Regions from separate parts of the Sus scrofa genome. Here region 1 is linked to region 2. Evidence: chromatin contacts called from public Hi-C data. All regions are on one chromosome and are shown on one strand. The core of a region is the stretch at or near the end of the contact, and the rest is flanking DNA. Distances in the headings are between cores, read along the strand shown.

The links. A called contact is a pair of places that touch in the nucleus more often than the background predicts.
Region 1: a Hi-C map of retroperitoneal adipose tissue shows a contact between it and region 2, with 2.0 times the contacts expected there. The contact joins two enhancer-like sites. A contact is called at or near these places in 21 of 47 Hi-C or Micro-C datasets (alveolar macrophages, blood, embryonic fibroblasts and 13 more) and 1 of 2 datasets of contacts at active chromatin or transcription factors (alveolar macrophages).

Annotation. Positions count from the first base shown.
Region 1 is chr7:88,829,418-88,836,887 of Sscrofa11.1, forward strand. SPTB (spectrin beta chain, erythrocytic) reads right to left here. Exons shown (of 36, transcript XM_013978290.2): 24 at 7,244-7,374; 25 at 6,094-6,298; 26 at 5,407-5,781; 27 at 3,548-3,792; 28 at 2,243-2,381; 29 at 1,696-1,780; 30 at 576-772; 31 at 225-274. Among named protein-coding and RNA genes, the nearest start is that of PLEKHG3, 69 kb to the left of the region's middle. Within about 2 kb of position 3,339, at least 1 of the 83 cell types and tissues checked has an H3K27ac peak or open chromatin away from gene starts, as enhancers often do. A contact at or near this core is called in retroperitoneal adipose tissue, where this site is marked.
Region 2 is chr7:88,724,268-88,731,983 of Sscrofa11.1, forward strand. No RefSeq gene overlaps it. Among named protein-coding and RNA genes, the nearest start is that of PLEKHG3, 36 kb to the right of the region's middle. Within about 2 kb of position 3,549, at least 11 of the 83 cell types and tissues checked have an H3K27ac peak or open chromatin away from gene starts, as enhancers often do. A contact at or near this core is called in retroperitoneal adipose tissue, where this site is marked.

The DNA.
Region 1 (7,470 bases), core at 2,089-4,588, 100 kb after region 2:
TCCCTCCACCCACAGGCCTTCAGGCCACCCATCATTTGGGGAAAACGTAAGCTCTTCTTTGCCTGTAAGCTCCAGACACTCTGGCTTTCTCCAACTAGTGGCCGAAGGGTGAGAGGTCACACGTGGACTGTTGAAACATCAGGGGGCCTGTTTCTGATTAAAAGCTCCCTCCCTCCTTCACCGCCCTCAGCAGCAGGCTCCAGCCGTGGCCTCCCCTCACTTACCCAGCATCCTCTTTGGGTCTCTCCGGGGTCTGGCGTTCTTTGAGCTCAAGCTAAGGGGATGGAAAGGCCAGAGGGTCAGAGCAGCCCCAGAGGGGAACCTTCCCTCAGACAACCTTCCTTGAAAGAGGCTCCCTGTACCCACCACGCCTCTTGTTTGTTCCTTTTGGAATTATCCCTTTTGGTCTCTTGTGTTCAAAAGTCAGCACTGTCTCCCACTCCAATTTCCACCCCCACTCGCCCGCCTTGCTTGGCCTTCTCCACTGTCTGCAGGTGCCCAGTAACTGCCTAAGAGTTGCTGGCCTGAGAAACGCCCAGGCCTGGCTGCCCCCGGCCCCGAGCCTCCCAGCTCACCGTGGTGGGCTTCTCCAGAGCAGCAAAGCGCGGTTCCCAGCTGGCCGTGGACTTCTCGAAAGCCTCGTGCCTCTTGATGAGCTTTTCCACGCTGTCCACTGTGTGTCCAAAGTCCCGGCTGGACAGGTAGGGCTCCTGGGCGATCAGCCACGCTTCGGCCACAGAGGCATCCCGAGAGAACTGGCACACTTCCAGCACTGGCACAGAGAACAAGGTCCGGGAGCCCATTAGCACCCAGCGGACTGCTCCTGCCAGGACCCTGGGGTCACTCACAGACACGGAGCTGGTGGTGAGTCTGAGCTGCCAGGTGTCCCTGAACTGTGTGGTGACCTGCTGCCTGAGGCCACTCCATCCATCCCCATGGCTGGGCCCCTACAGCATCTCCATCAATAGCGATTTTTTTTTTTTGTCTTTTTTTAGGGCTGCACCCATGGTATATGGAAGTTTCCAGGCTAGGGGTTGAATCAGACCTGCAGCTGCCGGCCTACCCCACAGCCACAGCAACACGGGATCCGAGCCACATCTGTGACCTACCCCACAGCTTGTGGCAAATGCCAGAATCCACCGAGCAAGGCCAGGGATTGCACCTGCAGCCTCATGGATACTAGCCGGCTTCTTAACCTACTGAGCCACAACGGCAACTCCTCAATAGTGATATTTTTAAAACGCATTGATTAGAACAAACTCTACTTTGAAAACAAAATGTGGTTTCCACGTTTCCCTTTCAGGAACAGTTTTCCGCTCTGAACGTTCCCTTTCCAGCCCCTGGGTGTCTCACACAGCCGTGCACAAGCTGCCATGGGACATTCCAGCTGTGGAAGGCAGAGCTCCATCTATGCCCCCCGTGGCTCAGATGAAACATCTGGGGTGCACTAGAGCCTTACCCTGACCCTGCAGGGACAGCAGCCCAGCAGGAGGCAGGGGGTAGGGGGGTGGACAGTGAGCTGGTCCTGGCTGGTCAGAGGTGGGCTTCAAGCTGGGTCTTTCTGTGGACCCCCAAGGCCCTTGGCCCCAGAGCTTTGTGCTGTGGGGGGCTCTCTCCCAGCGGCTGGCAGGGAAAATCCACCACGTGGTGCCATCCCCCCGCCCCCAGGTTCCCTGGTGCCCAGGCTGCACTCACACATGCTGAGCCGATCAGAGCGGGCCTTCCACTTCTCATCGATCTCCTTCTTCTTGGACACCACCTGCTGCAGTTTCTCCCTGATCTGTGAGGAGGAAGGGAAGATGGCTCAGGCTCTGGTAACCCTTCCCCCCATCTGAGGTGGTGCCCGGAAGGGCCCTGAAAAGCCTGCTGGGCTTGGTCACCCAGATCTGACTTCTAGTTTTAGCTCTGCCACTTGCCAGCTGTGTAGCCTAGGGTAAGTCACTTAACCTCTCTGAGCTTAACATGTGCCTCACCCAGGAACTGGCTGTCACCAACACCAAGGCGTGCACACATGTGGGGGTGAGGTGGGTTATAAGCCTGCTCTCCCTACAGAGCAGCCAGCTCCTCAAACAGGGTGGTGGCGCTGTAATCCCTGGACCTGTACACAGCCCCGATGCTCCCTGGGTGAAGGAAAGATGAGCCTCCTCAGAGCCTCAGGTTCCCTCCCAGGAAGCTTTGGGACCCGCCGGCAGTGGAGGCGAGGACAGGAGAAGCCTCGTCCCTGTCCTGCTGTCCCTCCTACCTCGTCTGAAGCCTGGTGCTGCCGCTGCAGCAGGGACTCGCCGAGCTCCAGGCAGGCGCTGAAGTTCTTGCTCCGCGTGTCCATCTCCGCCCAGATGCCCTGGTGATACTTCATGAGCAGTTCCACTGAGGAAACATCCCTGTGGGGGATGGGGGCAGGGTGGGAGTTTGGGGGAAAAAGGAAGGAGGGGGTGACTCTGGGCCATCTGACACCAAGTCCCAACCAGAGGGGTGCCCCTACCTGCCTGGGAGTCTGACCCCGGTCCCTCCTCTCTCTCTGGACAGCCAGGAAGTCCTCTGCCAACCTGGCCTCAGCAGGAACACTGATGCCCTAGTGTCCTCCCTTGTCAGTGGTCAGGACATGGGCAGGGGGTGCAGGGACCCCAAAAGCCGCCTGGGAAAGTTAAACTGGGCAATAAAAAGAAGTACTGATCCATGCTACAACCTTGGAAAGAGTATGCTGAGTGAAAGAAGCCAGTTGCAAAGGACCACATACGCTATGTATGATTCTCCTCATGTGAAAAACTGACGACAGGCAAATTTAGAGACAGATAATGGATTAGTGGTTGCCAGGGGCTAAGAAGAGAGGGGCGTTGGGGGTGATGACTGCGAAGCGTACAAGGTTTCTTTGAGGGATGATGAAAATCTTTTAAACTTAGATGGTGGTGGGGGTTGTACAACTATGACTATGAAGAAACCCACTGAATGGTACACTTTGAAGAGGCTGAAATCGATGGCATGTGAATTACAGCTCAATTAAGATGTTAAATATAAGAGCTTGACCCCCAGGACTGGCACCGTAGGGGCAGGGGCGGGAGACAGAGACGGGCCAGCAATAATTGCTAACATGACACAAAGTGTGTAAAGAGCCACCCGCCATGTGCCCGCTCCTACGCCCTCACCCCGCCTCCTGCTCAAAGAGCTCCTTCCTGAGTTTTAGGGAAGTGGCTTCCATGTGCCCACGATGGGGGAAGAGTGACCACTTCTGGACCTGACCAGCTGTGGATGTGTGAACAGCTTGTTTTCACTGACAGCCATGGCCACTGCCCCTACTGCAGAATCTGAATGACAGGTGTCTTTCTGGCCACACTCAAGACTTCCTTTACTCTGGGATGGTAGGTCCTCCCAGTGGCAGCTGAGCCACTCGGGTCCTGTCTGGACCCAGCCTCGAGTGCCCCTGGGGGTTCCTGAGCACCCATGGTCCAGGACTATCCCTCCAGGGAGGCTCCGTACTGCAGCGCCCTGGTCTGCCAGCCTCTGAGACAAAATGGCCCACAGTGGGGCTGCCTTGAGGACACCCCCTCACCTGGGCCTCTCCTGGGTCTCGATCTGCCGGATGATGGTCTCCATCCAGGAGAGGAGGTCTCGGACCATGCTGAAGAAGCGGAATTTGTCTGCCGTGTCCACCAGCTGTGTGCGGCGCCCGGCACAAGCATCAAGCAACGCCTGCCACGCAGCAGACACCTCCTGCTCCTTGTTCTGGATGCTGTCTGCCTCCTCTCCAGCGTACGCTGCCTGCAAGCGGGTGGCCACATCCTGGAATTGCTGTACCTGTGACGGGGCAAAACCGGACTTTGTTTTTCAGGCAGATACGTCTTGGGCCTTGGATGGGCAAGGTTGTCTGCCCCCTCCCCCACCCCTTGGGCCTCCCTCTCCAGGACACTGCTGGAAGGCAGATCTTTAGGTGCCACCCACTGGGTGCTGGAGAGAAGGCTTCTAGCTTCGGTACCTCTGCCGATCCAAAGCATCACTTGGGTTCTGATAAGGATTTGGGAGTGAGGGGCTCTGTGCCCTTTGATGTATGATGTAGATAAGGAGGCACTATCCTAAACATTTTTTATTATTCTCTTCATCTTTGCAACAACCCCATAAAAGAGATACTATTATTATCTCTGTTTTCAAGATGAGGAAATAGGCACAGACACAGTGACTGGCCCCAGGTCACTCACGCTTGGAGAGGGTGCAGCTGTGATTAGGGGCGTGCGCCTGACTCCTGTTTGTGACCACTCTGCATGCTGCCACCCCCAACCCCGTCTGAGGCTGGCTCAGGGGTAGTGAAGCCTCATTCTTGGGACCTCAGTGAAGGTGTACCTGCCTTAGGGGTCTTGTACCCCAAGGCATCTCTGGAGGACAGAGCCCTAGGTGGTCTCCTTCTTGGTGAACCAGGGGCCCAACCTACACTGCTGCTCTTCCCCTAAACCCCACTGGGCCAGAGCAGGACTACACAGCCCTGCTCCACCGGAAGCCAGGTGAGCCTCCAGCAGCTGACCCCCTCACCCTTTCTATCATGCTGAACTCTGGAACCCTATGGGCCTGTGGAGGTACCTCGATGGATAGAGGGAGTCTAGGCAGATCTTGGGGCCCCTCCAGCTCCCATGTGGAAAGGCTGAACAGCCTGGTGGCTGAGGGCACGGAGTCTGCAGCCAGACTGCCAGGATCTGAATCCTGGCTCCAGTGCTTAGATGCATGTTCTTAGACAAGTCAGTTACTCTTCTGTGCCTTGCTTTCCTCATCTAGAAAAGGCAGATGATATTATTCCTTTCCTGAGAGGGTGTCTACATGAGCAATACTTGGTGCTAGAAAAGTGCTACATGTATATGTGCTAAAGATACAGTATTACTTCGACAATCAGAGAAATTGCACTTTAAGACAATTTTCCATTGGACTTCAGGAAGGGTTGTTTAAAGAACTAGTTCTGGGAGTTCCCGTTGTGGTGCAATGGAAATGAATCCCACTAGGAACCATGAGGTTGTGGGTTCAATCCCTGGCCTCACTCAGTGGGTTAAGGATCCCACTGAGTAGGTTAAGGATTGCCATGAGCTGTGGTGTAGGTCGCAGACATGTCTTGGATCTGGCATTGTGTGGCTATGGTGAAGGCTGGCAGCTGTAGCTCTGATTGAACCCCTGGCCTGGGAACCTCCATATGTCACAAAAAGCAGAAAAATAAAAATGAATGAAAGAAAGGATGGACGGACTAGTTCTGAAGCTGAAGAATATCTAAAAACCTCTGCTCCCTGCCTTTCTGCCTGGAGTTGTTGCCTCTCTAAGGAGGTGCCTGTTCCAGAAGTTTCTCCTCTAGAAGCCAGGAGAGGACCTGACACCACAGGGCCCCAGGGAAGCTGGTCACAGGGAAGATGTGGGGGGACAGCCAGGGATAGGAGGCACCTGCACGCCTAGCTGGTGGAGCTCCCGTTCAAAGGCTGTGTGCACACGATGGAAGGACTCAGCGGTGCTGGCGTCCAGCCCCACGTCCTCTGGCAGCTCGCGGTGCTTCTCATCGATGAGGCCCAGGATCTCATTGCCAGTGTAGAAGTAGCGGTGCCGGTCGTAGGAGGCGGCCAGCAGCTGCATGCGTGTGTCAATGAGCTCCAGCACGTCCGCCCACATCTCATTCAGCCCATCCTTCCGCTCGGCGATGCTGGCTGCCTCTTCATGGCCCGCGTCGATGAGGTGCTCAATGAGGGCATTCATATTGTCCACCCGTTCCTGCCCAATCGCCCCTGTCTCCCGGGCAAAGTCCCGGAACTTGTCCCGGAGTAGCTGGACAGAGGTAGACAGAAACACGATTATCAGTCATCGAGGCTCAGGGCTATAGTGGTGGCATCACACTAGCTGCTGACTCTCCCAGGCCAAACCTGCCAGGACCTGGGCTCTCACACTTTCCCCGGGGTGCCTGAGCTCTCAAGGGGGTACCTGAACTCCCAAGGGGCTACCTGCATCTCTTTGGCACTTTGCCGCTGGCAGGGTGCGTGCGTGCGTGCATGCGTGCGTCCGTGTGTGTGTCTGGAATGACAGTTTCCCTGTCTACTGCATTAGAGGAAGACAAAATAAGTGGTGGCCATGGGTACTCACAGTCACATGGTCAAAGTCTTGCCCCATTTCTGGGGAGGAGGCCACCAGGTCCTTCTCCAAGATCCACTGCTCCAGGTCATCTGCCTCCCTCTCCATCTGGAATTGGCGGTACTTGTTCTCCAGCTTCCGCTTCCGATCCTCTGCCATGTCCTTCAGCCCTGCATAATGCTTGTCCACTTGTCCCTGAAGTCTGATGATCTGTTCCCTGGAATTCAGAATAAGAAGCTTTCATAGACAGCAACAGACAGCCCAGGGCAGCAAGCTTGGAGGAGCCAGCCTCCTCCCTGCCAGCCCCGTGCCAGGGACAGGTAGGGAAGTGCAGCTTCAGAGAAATGGCAGAGATGTGTCACAGGGAAGAGCTGGGAAGAGAAAGAACCATCCCTTGGACCACGATGCTTCAGGGGATGATGGAATGTGTACCCCAGAGCCGGTGCCTCTCACTCCTTCCCCTGACTCGGGGAAGCTCAGAGACAGCAGTGCAAATGGAGGACCCCTCCACTATGCTTCCAAGGATGCTGAGGGCCAGGCTGCCTGAGCTCCACCATATCCCTGAGGGCTATGTAAGACCAGGGTCCAATTCTTGGGGCTCCTTGGGATATGCTGGGGTGGCTGCTGAGGATGCCTAGCTATGGATATTCTAAAGGCAACTGAGAACAAGGTCATGACTGGGGGCAGCCTGAAGCGTCTGGCCCAGTGGGCTCCCGTTTACACAGAACCCACACAACTGAATAGTTTAGGTGATTTCCTTATAGGTTTTCTACCTTCACTTCTACATAATTTTTTGCTGAGACAATGTGCGATCCTTAGATACCTTCTGGACCCCCCAAAGCAAAGCAAAGTTAAGACTATGCTAAGAGACACTAAAGACTAACTTTTCAAAAGACTAGAGCTCTCCAATCACCAAGAGGGTACTTTTGCTATTCCACCTCCTTACATTTTTGCACATCAGGCCTCAGGCTGATTGAAGAGACACAAAAACCACAGCATAAAAGGGAATTGGGCCACTCAGCAGTCCAGAAACTTTCTCAAGGACATAGTTTTGGAGAAAACTGTTCCTGTTTTCTCCCTTGGACCTGAAGGGACCCAGGTTGGCAGGGCCCCTGTCCTGAGGCCCAGGACCTGACCAAGTCACCCCAGGAGGCACACGCACCCCTCAGGGTGGCCTGCAGCCAGGAGGCTCTGGGCCCGGCCGGCCAGCTGCTTGATGTTCCTCTCGTACTCCTCCACCATGCGCTGCTGCCGCAAGTGCCGTTTCAGCATCACGATGGCGCCCTCTTCATCCTAGGAGGCAGTGGACTGTCAGGGCACTAGCTCACCTGGCTCAGGTTACAGCCCAGCTCCTGGAGGAGCCAGGCTCACAGGACACCCACAGGAGAA
Region 2 (7,716 bases), core at 2,299-4,798:
AATGGGAATTCCTGTGTCATGTTTTAGATTCCACATATAAATGATATCATAAGGTATTTGTCTTTCTCTTGCTGGCTTACTTCACCTAGTATAAGAATCTCTAGTTGCATCCATATTGCTGCAAATGGCATTATTTTGTTCTTTTTTATGGCTGAGTAGTATTCCAGTTTATATATGTTCCACATCTTCTTTATCTCTTCATCTGTCCATGAACATTTAGGCTGTTTTCATGTTATGGATATTGGGAATAGTGCTGCTATAAACATAGGGGTGCATGTATCTTTTTTTTTTTTTTTTTTTTTGTCTTTTGTCTTTTTTTCTTGTTGTTGTTGTTGTTATTGTTGCTATTTCTTGGGCCTCTCCCGCGGCATATGGAGGTTCCCAGGCTAGGGGTTGAATCGGAGCTGTAGCCACCAGCCTACGCCAGAGCCACAGCAATGCGGGATCCGAGCCGCGTCTGCAACCTACAGCACAGCTCACGGCAACGCCGGATCGTTAACCCACTGAGCAAGGGCAGGGACCGAACCCGCAACATCATGGTTCCTAGTCGGATTCGTTAACCACTGCGCCACGACAGGAACTCCGCATGTATCTTTTTGAATTATGGTTTTGTCTACATATATGCTCAGGAATGGGATTGCTGGATCACGTGGTACTTTTATTTTTAGTTTTCCAAGGAACTGCCATACTGTTCTCCATAATGAGTGCATCAGCTTACATTCCCACCAACAGTGTAGGAGGGTTCCCCTTTATCCACATCCTTTCCAGCATTTGTTATTTGTAGACTTTTTAATGGTGGCCTTTCTGACCTGCGTGAGGTGGTACCTCACTGTAATTTTGATCTGCATTTCTTCAATAGTTAGTGAGGGTGAACATTTTTTCATGTGTCTGCTGGCTATCTGTATGTATTCTTTGGATAAATGTCTATTTAGGTCTTTTGCCCATTTTTTGATTGGGCTCTTTCTCTTTTTGCTGTTGAGTTATGTGAGCTATTTGTATATTTTGGAAATTAACCTTTTCTTGATTGCATCATTTGCAAATACTTTCTCCCATTCTGTAGGTAGTCTTTTCATTTTGTTTATGGTTTCCTTTGCTGTACAAAGGCTTGTAAGTTTGATTAGGTCCCTTTTGTTTGTTTGTTTGTTTGTTTTTGTCTTTTTAGGGCCACACCCACAACAAGTGGAAGTTCCCAGGTAGGGGACAATTCAGAGCTACAGCTGCCAGCCTACTCCACAGCCACAGTGACATCTGATCTGAGCTGCATCTGCGACCTACACAGCAGCCCATGGCAATACTGGATCCTTAACCTGCTGAGCAGGTCAGGGATCAAACTGTGTCCTCATGGATACTAGTTCATTACTGCTGAGCCACAAAGGGAACTCCTGTTTATTTATTTTTTAATATAAAAAATTTTTTTTCTTTTTAGGGCTGTACCTACAGCATATGGAAGTTCCCAGGCTAGGAGTCAAATTAGAGCTGTAGCTACTGGCCTATGCCACAGCCACAGCAATACTGGATCCAAGTTGCTTCCTCAACCTACACTGAGGCTCGTGGCAATGCCGGATCCTTAATCCATTGAGCAAGGCCAGGGATCAAACCCGAATCCTTGTGGATATCAGTCAGGTTCTTAACCCATTGAGCCACAACAGGAACTCCCCTATTTTTTAATTTTTGTTTTTATTTCTATTGCCTTGGAGACTGACCTAAGAAAACATTGGTACGATTTATGTCAGAGAATGTTTTGCCTATGATCTCTTGAAACAGCATATGATTTTAAGTCCGAGGGGAAGGTGAATCCCATTTTCTTCAATAGTTGGCTAAATCTCTCTAAAGGCATTCAGCCCGTTCTTTTCCAGGCTCTGTCCTAGGATGACATTTCACATCCTGGAGACCAATAACATGGACAACACAGAGGCCACAATGGACAAAAGGAAACGTGTTGGCTTCCTCAGTAGAATCAATGCCACTTTGGAGCTCGTGTTGTGGCTCAACAGTAATGAACGGGACAAGTATCTGTGAGGATGCGGTTCAATCCCTGGCCTCGCTCAGTGGGTTAAGGATCCGGCGTTACTGTAAGCTGTGGTGTAGGTCACAGACACAGCTTGGATCTTGTGTTGCTGTGGCTGTGGTATAGGCCAGCAGCTGTAACTCTGATTCAGCCCTTAGCCTGGGAACTTCCATATGCTACAGGTGTGGCCCTAAAGAACAACAACAACCAAAGAAAGAAAGAGAGAGAGAAAGAGAAAGAGAAAGAAAGAAAGAAAGAAAGAAAGAAAGAAAGAAAGAAAGAAAGAAAGAAAGAAAGAAAGAAAGAAAGAAAGAAGAAAGAAAGATTGATTAAAAGAAAAATGAAATGAAACCCACTTCTTTCAAGGTCAGCCTGGTTTCAGGGATACTGTCTGCATGGGAAGAGGTGGCTAGAGCTCTCATCCCCCAGAATTCACCTTCTCCTGGAGATTTCTCCCTAATCTCACAGCAAGGAAAGCTGCAGCCCTTCCCCACCCTCATGAGAATTTTGCCTTCACCACCCACTTTAGTGGAACTGGGTTTGATTTTATTGAGTGTGTCAGTGAGTTTCTTTGCCCTGCGACTTGAGAATTCTTTAGCTTCACTTGAGCTTTCAGGATCCTTGGTGCTTAATTGAGACAATGATAATAATAACAATCATAGCAGCTACTATTTTTGAGCCCTTCTTATGTGCCCAATGCATATGGATTCTCTCATTCCATCTCTGCTACAACCCAGTGGGTTGGTTCCTATGCCATCTCTGCTACAACCCAGTGGGTTGGTTCCTATGATCACCTCATTTTACAGATGGAGAGACTGAGGCACTGAGAGGTTGGGTAACTTCCTCACAGCCTTTTGGGTAGTCAGTAAAGAAGTTTAGGGCTAGAACCTGTAGTCTGAATTCCACATCACTCAACCATGAAGGGAATTGAATAAATACAGACACTGCCTCCCCACCCCTGTTGCCTTTGGAGCATGGATAAAGCCTAAGGTCTTTGATGGTACCAGTTTTATTAAAAAGTTTGACTACAGGTACTCCCTTGTGACTGAGCAGGTTAAGGATCCAACGTTGTTGCTGGTGTGGCTCTGGTCACTTGCTGGAACATGTTTGATCCCTGGCCCCAGGAATTTCTGCATGCCTCTGGGGAGGCCAAAAAAAAAAGGTCAGTGACATTAGGGAAGGGTTGTCATGCAGGGAGAAAGCCAGCATCACACAACCACACTCTCTTCTGGCAGGTACTCTCTTTCCCATATGCTCCCCACCCACCACTGCCCCCAAGAGCAAGTTCCCTTCCTGCTTGAGACCCAAGGAGACATTCAGTTCTCTGGGCATGACCCTTTGCAAAGGCTCGTAGAGGGCGATGAAGGGGTGTGTGGCTTCTTAGAGGTGCAGTCAGCTTGCAAATGTCTGACACAACCAGAAAGAGAAACACTTCTGAGGTCCTCCCTTGTAGGCAAATTGAGCCCTGCCCCTAAGCACAGATGCTCTTCCCTCCTATGTTACCTTTTCACCTCCTATTTCTTCACCACTGTGAAAGCAACACTCAACGGGGCATGTAAAGACACCGTCCCTGCCCTGGAGACTCAGAATCTGTCGCCATCGCTATGAGGTGAGAAGGAAATTGCAGTGCTGAGGTTTCTTGCTTCTTCCTCCCTGAGTGAGAAAGAACCCCAACTGTTGACAAACCCCAAACCAATCAACAAAATGAGGCTGGGTGGTTGCTGGGCAGCAGGGCTACCTCTGTGGCAAATAAGATCACGAGATACCTGGGCACGGAAACCAAGGTGACAGAACAGAGGGGAAAAAGGGGAGGAGAAAGTTTGAGAAGGGAGATGCCTGAAGCTCAAAGGGAGTGAGACCAGTGTGTGCAGTGGATTCCCAGGTACCCAGGCTGCTGAGGTCCGGCCTGCCAGGAGGTGAGGAGGAGAGAAGGGACATGGGGGAGGAGGGATCTGAAAAGAGGGCTTCTGTATCCCAACGGGCAAGAAGGAACACCTTGGAAAGAAAAGCAAACTTTTCAGAGAACCAACAGGATTAGGACATTAAATATCCAGACCCACTGACAGCACCATTCTGTATATATTATGCCTCATAAATATGGCTTAAAAATAAACTAGGGATCAGAGTTCCCATCGTGGCTCAGTGGTTAACGAATCCGACTAGGAACCATGAGGTTGTGGGTTCAATCCCTGGCCTTGCTCAGTGGGTTAAGGATCCAGCGTTGCCCTGAGCTGTGGTGTAGGTTGCGGACGTGGCTCGGATCCCAAGCTGCTGTGGTTCTGGCATAGGCCAGCAGCTACAGCTCCGATTAGACCTCTAGCCTGGGAACCTCCATATGCTGCGGGAGCGGCCCTAGAAAAGGCAAAAAGACAAATAAATAAATAAAAATAAATAAATAAACTAGGGATGGGAGTTCCTGTTGTGGCTAAGTGGGTTAAGAACCTGACTAGTATCTGTGAGGACATGAGTTCAATCCCTGGCCTCACTCTTTGGGTTAAGGATCCGGTGTTGCTGTGAGCTGTGGTGTAGGTCACAGATGTGGCTTGGATCTGGCATTGCTGTGGCTGTGCATTGGCCTGTATCTGCAGCTTCGAATCAACTCCTTGCTGGGGAACTTCCATATGCTACAGGTGTGGCGGTAAAAAGGAAAAAAAAAAAAGCTAGAGGTGTCAAAATTACATACTATAACTCAGGTGCATTAAAAAAGAGAAAAATTTAGGCTCTTTATTTCTTAGAACATATATAAGCTTCTTCACAGATTCATGTTAGGTGGGAGAATTTAAACTTGCCAATTAAAGGAAAAATCAGTCTTTTCCACTTTAAGATTCTTTTATTAAATTAGTTCAGTCTTTTTTGCATAAATATTCGTTCAATCCCTGCCTGCTCTATTACCTGCTCTCCACGGGTAACTGTACCCCTTCATGCACCCACCCGCCCCTACTCTGTGTGTAGCTCTGGGATAATAAAGAGGGTAGCTGGTCTGGGCGCCAGATCCTTGCTGTCCTCTAGTCCTCATTGACCTCTACAGAGATGCTGGCATTCACGGTTGATGTCCTGGCTGGTGGCGCCTGATGGTTCACCCGGTTCTTTGGTCCTGTGTCAGCTCTGCTGGTTCTGTACATACAAACCTGCCTCTGTTCCAGGTCTCTGCATGTTTTCCAGCTCTGTTCCAGCCACACCAAACAACTGGCAGTGGATTGGCTCTGCCGTCCCATCGGTCACCTGTGTGACTTTGCACAGGCTGCTCCCACTGGCTGGAACACCCCTTCCCACCTTCTTATCATGGAATATTCAACTCAAAGATTTCCTTCTCCTTGAAGCTTTTCTGGTCTCCCCCCCTTCCCAAAGCAAGAACTCTGCTTTCAATCAGCATTGTGCCCACTTTCCTCTCTGATGACACTTGCCACACAGCATTATATCTCAGTGCTAGGCTGTGGATGCCTTGGGGCCAGTCATGGGTTAGCATAATCTTTATTTCTCCAACATGGAGCACAGTGTCTGGCCAAAGTGAGCGGAATGAATGAATAACGATGGGCATCAGCCCTGGAGTGGGAACAGACCTAGAAGGTCACTAGGCTCAATGTTTGCATTTTCCAGAGGAGTCTCAGAGAAGTCAGGTCACCAGGTTGACCTCACACTGCTCACTGAGAAGCCCAACTAGATCTGGTCCTTTGAATCCAAGAACAGAGCACTTTCTGACTACTCTGCAGGGGCTCTAGAGAGGAGTGGGGAGTCCGGGCTGTGGGTAGGGGTTGGTGAAAAGACCACAGAAGCAAAAGCTTAACTCTGGCCTGGTATAACTTATTCTCAAGCAGGAAAAGGGGTCAGTTTCACAAAGAGTGTTTGTAAAACCCTTGTTGCTCTCACCTGTGCAATCAGAGAGCCGTACACGATGGCAGCCGAGCAGCTGGCACCTGAGGTTATAATAACAATGCTGTGGAAGAAGTTTAAATAGAAGCCTCATTTGTTTACTGCTGATTTGTTTGAGGCCTAGACAATCTATCTAGTGTGATTATACTACCATCATCACGAGGACTTTATTCCCCTTTATTTCTTCAAAAGCAGAATTTGGGGTTCCCTCTGAGGCACAGCAGGGTTAAGGATCCAGGGTTGTCACTGCAGTGGCTGGGGTCCTCATGCCATAAATTTCCACGTGCCATAGGTACAGCCAAAAAACCGAAAAAAACCCTAGAATTTGAAATTTATTTTTTATTTTCTTAATCTGTTTGGACAGTATAACTGAATCACTCTTGTGCAGCAGAAATGATCACAACCTTGTAAATCAAATATACTTCAATAAAATTATTAAGAATTTTTAAAAATAAGGGAGTTCCCATCATGGCTCAGTGGTTAATGAATCCAACTAGGAACCACGAGGTTGTGGGTTCGATCCCTGGCCTTGCTCAGCGGGTTGGGGATCTGGCGTTGCCGTGAGCTGTGGCTTAGGTCACAGATGGGACTCAGATCCTGCATTGCTGTGACTGTGGTGTAGGCTGGCAGCTGTAGCTCCAGTTGGACCCCTAGCCTGGGAACATCCATATGCCACGAGGGCAGCCTTAAAAAGCAAAAAAATAAAAAAGAAATAAAAATAAAAATAAATTTTATTGAAGTATATTGATTTATAATGTTGTATTAGGTTCAGGCGTACAGCAAAGTGAATCAGTCATCCATATAAATATACCCATTCTTTTTTCCCATATAAGTTATTACAAACTGTTGAGTAGATTGTCCTGTTATACAGTAGGTTCTCTTATTTTTTTTTAATTAATTAATTTATTTATTTTGTCTTTTTGCCTTTTCTAGGGCCGATCCCACGACATATGGAGGTTCCCAGGCTAGGGGTCAAATTGGAGCTGCAGCCGCTGGCCTACGCCAGAGCCACAGCAACGCCAGATCTGAGCCGCATCTGCAACCTACACAGCAGCTCTCGGCAACGCCAGATTCCTAACCCACTGAGCAAGGCCAGGGATCGAACCCAGAACCTCATGGTTCCTAGTCGGATTCGTTAGCCACTGAGCCATGACGGGAACTCCAGTAGGTTCTCTTTAATCACCTATTTTATACAGTAATGTGTATACGTCATTCCCACCCTCCCAATTCGTTCCTCCCCCGCAATGGTTTCACCTATAGTAACCATAAGATTGGTTTTGAAATCTGTTTCTGTTTTTTAAATAAGTTCTTTGGTATCATTTTAAAATAAATTCCTCTTCTCTTTCTCTGCCTGACCTCACTGAGTATGATAATCTTTAAATCTATCCATGTTGCTGCAAATGGCATTATTTCATTCTTTTTTATGGTTGAATAATGTTCCATTGTATATGTATGTACCACATATTCTTTATCCACTCCTCTGTTGATGGACATTTGTGTTACTTCCATGTCTTGGCTATTGTGAATAGCGCTCCAATGAACACTGGAGTGCATGTATCTTTTTTTTGTTGTTGTTGTCTTTTTGCCTTTTCTAGGGCTGCTTCCTGCAGCATATGGAGGTTCCCAGGCTAGGGGTCTAATCGGAGTTGTAGCCACCGGCCTATACCACAGCCACAGCAATGCAGGATCTGAGCCTCGTCTGCAACCTACACCACAGCTCACGGCAACGCCAGATCCTTAACCCACTGAGCAAGGCCAGGGACCGAACCCACAACCTCTTGGTTTCTAGTCGGATTTGTTAACCACTGTGCCACAATGGGAACTCCCCTGCATGTATC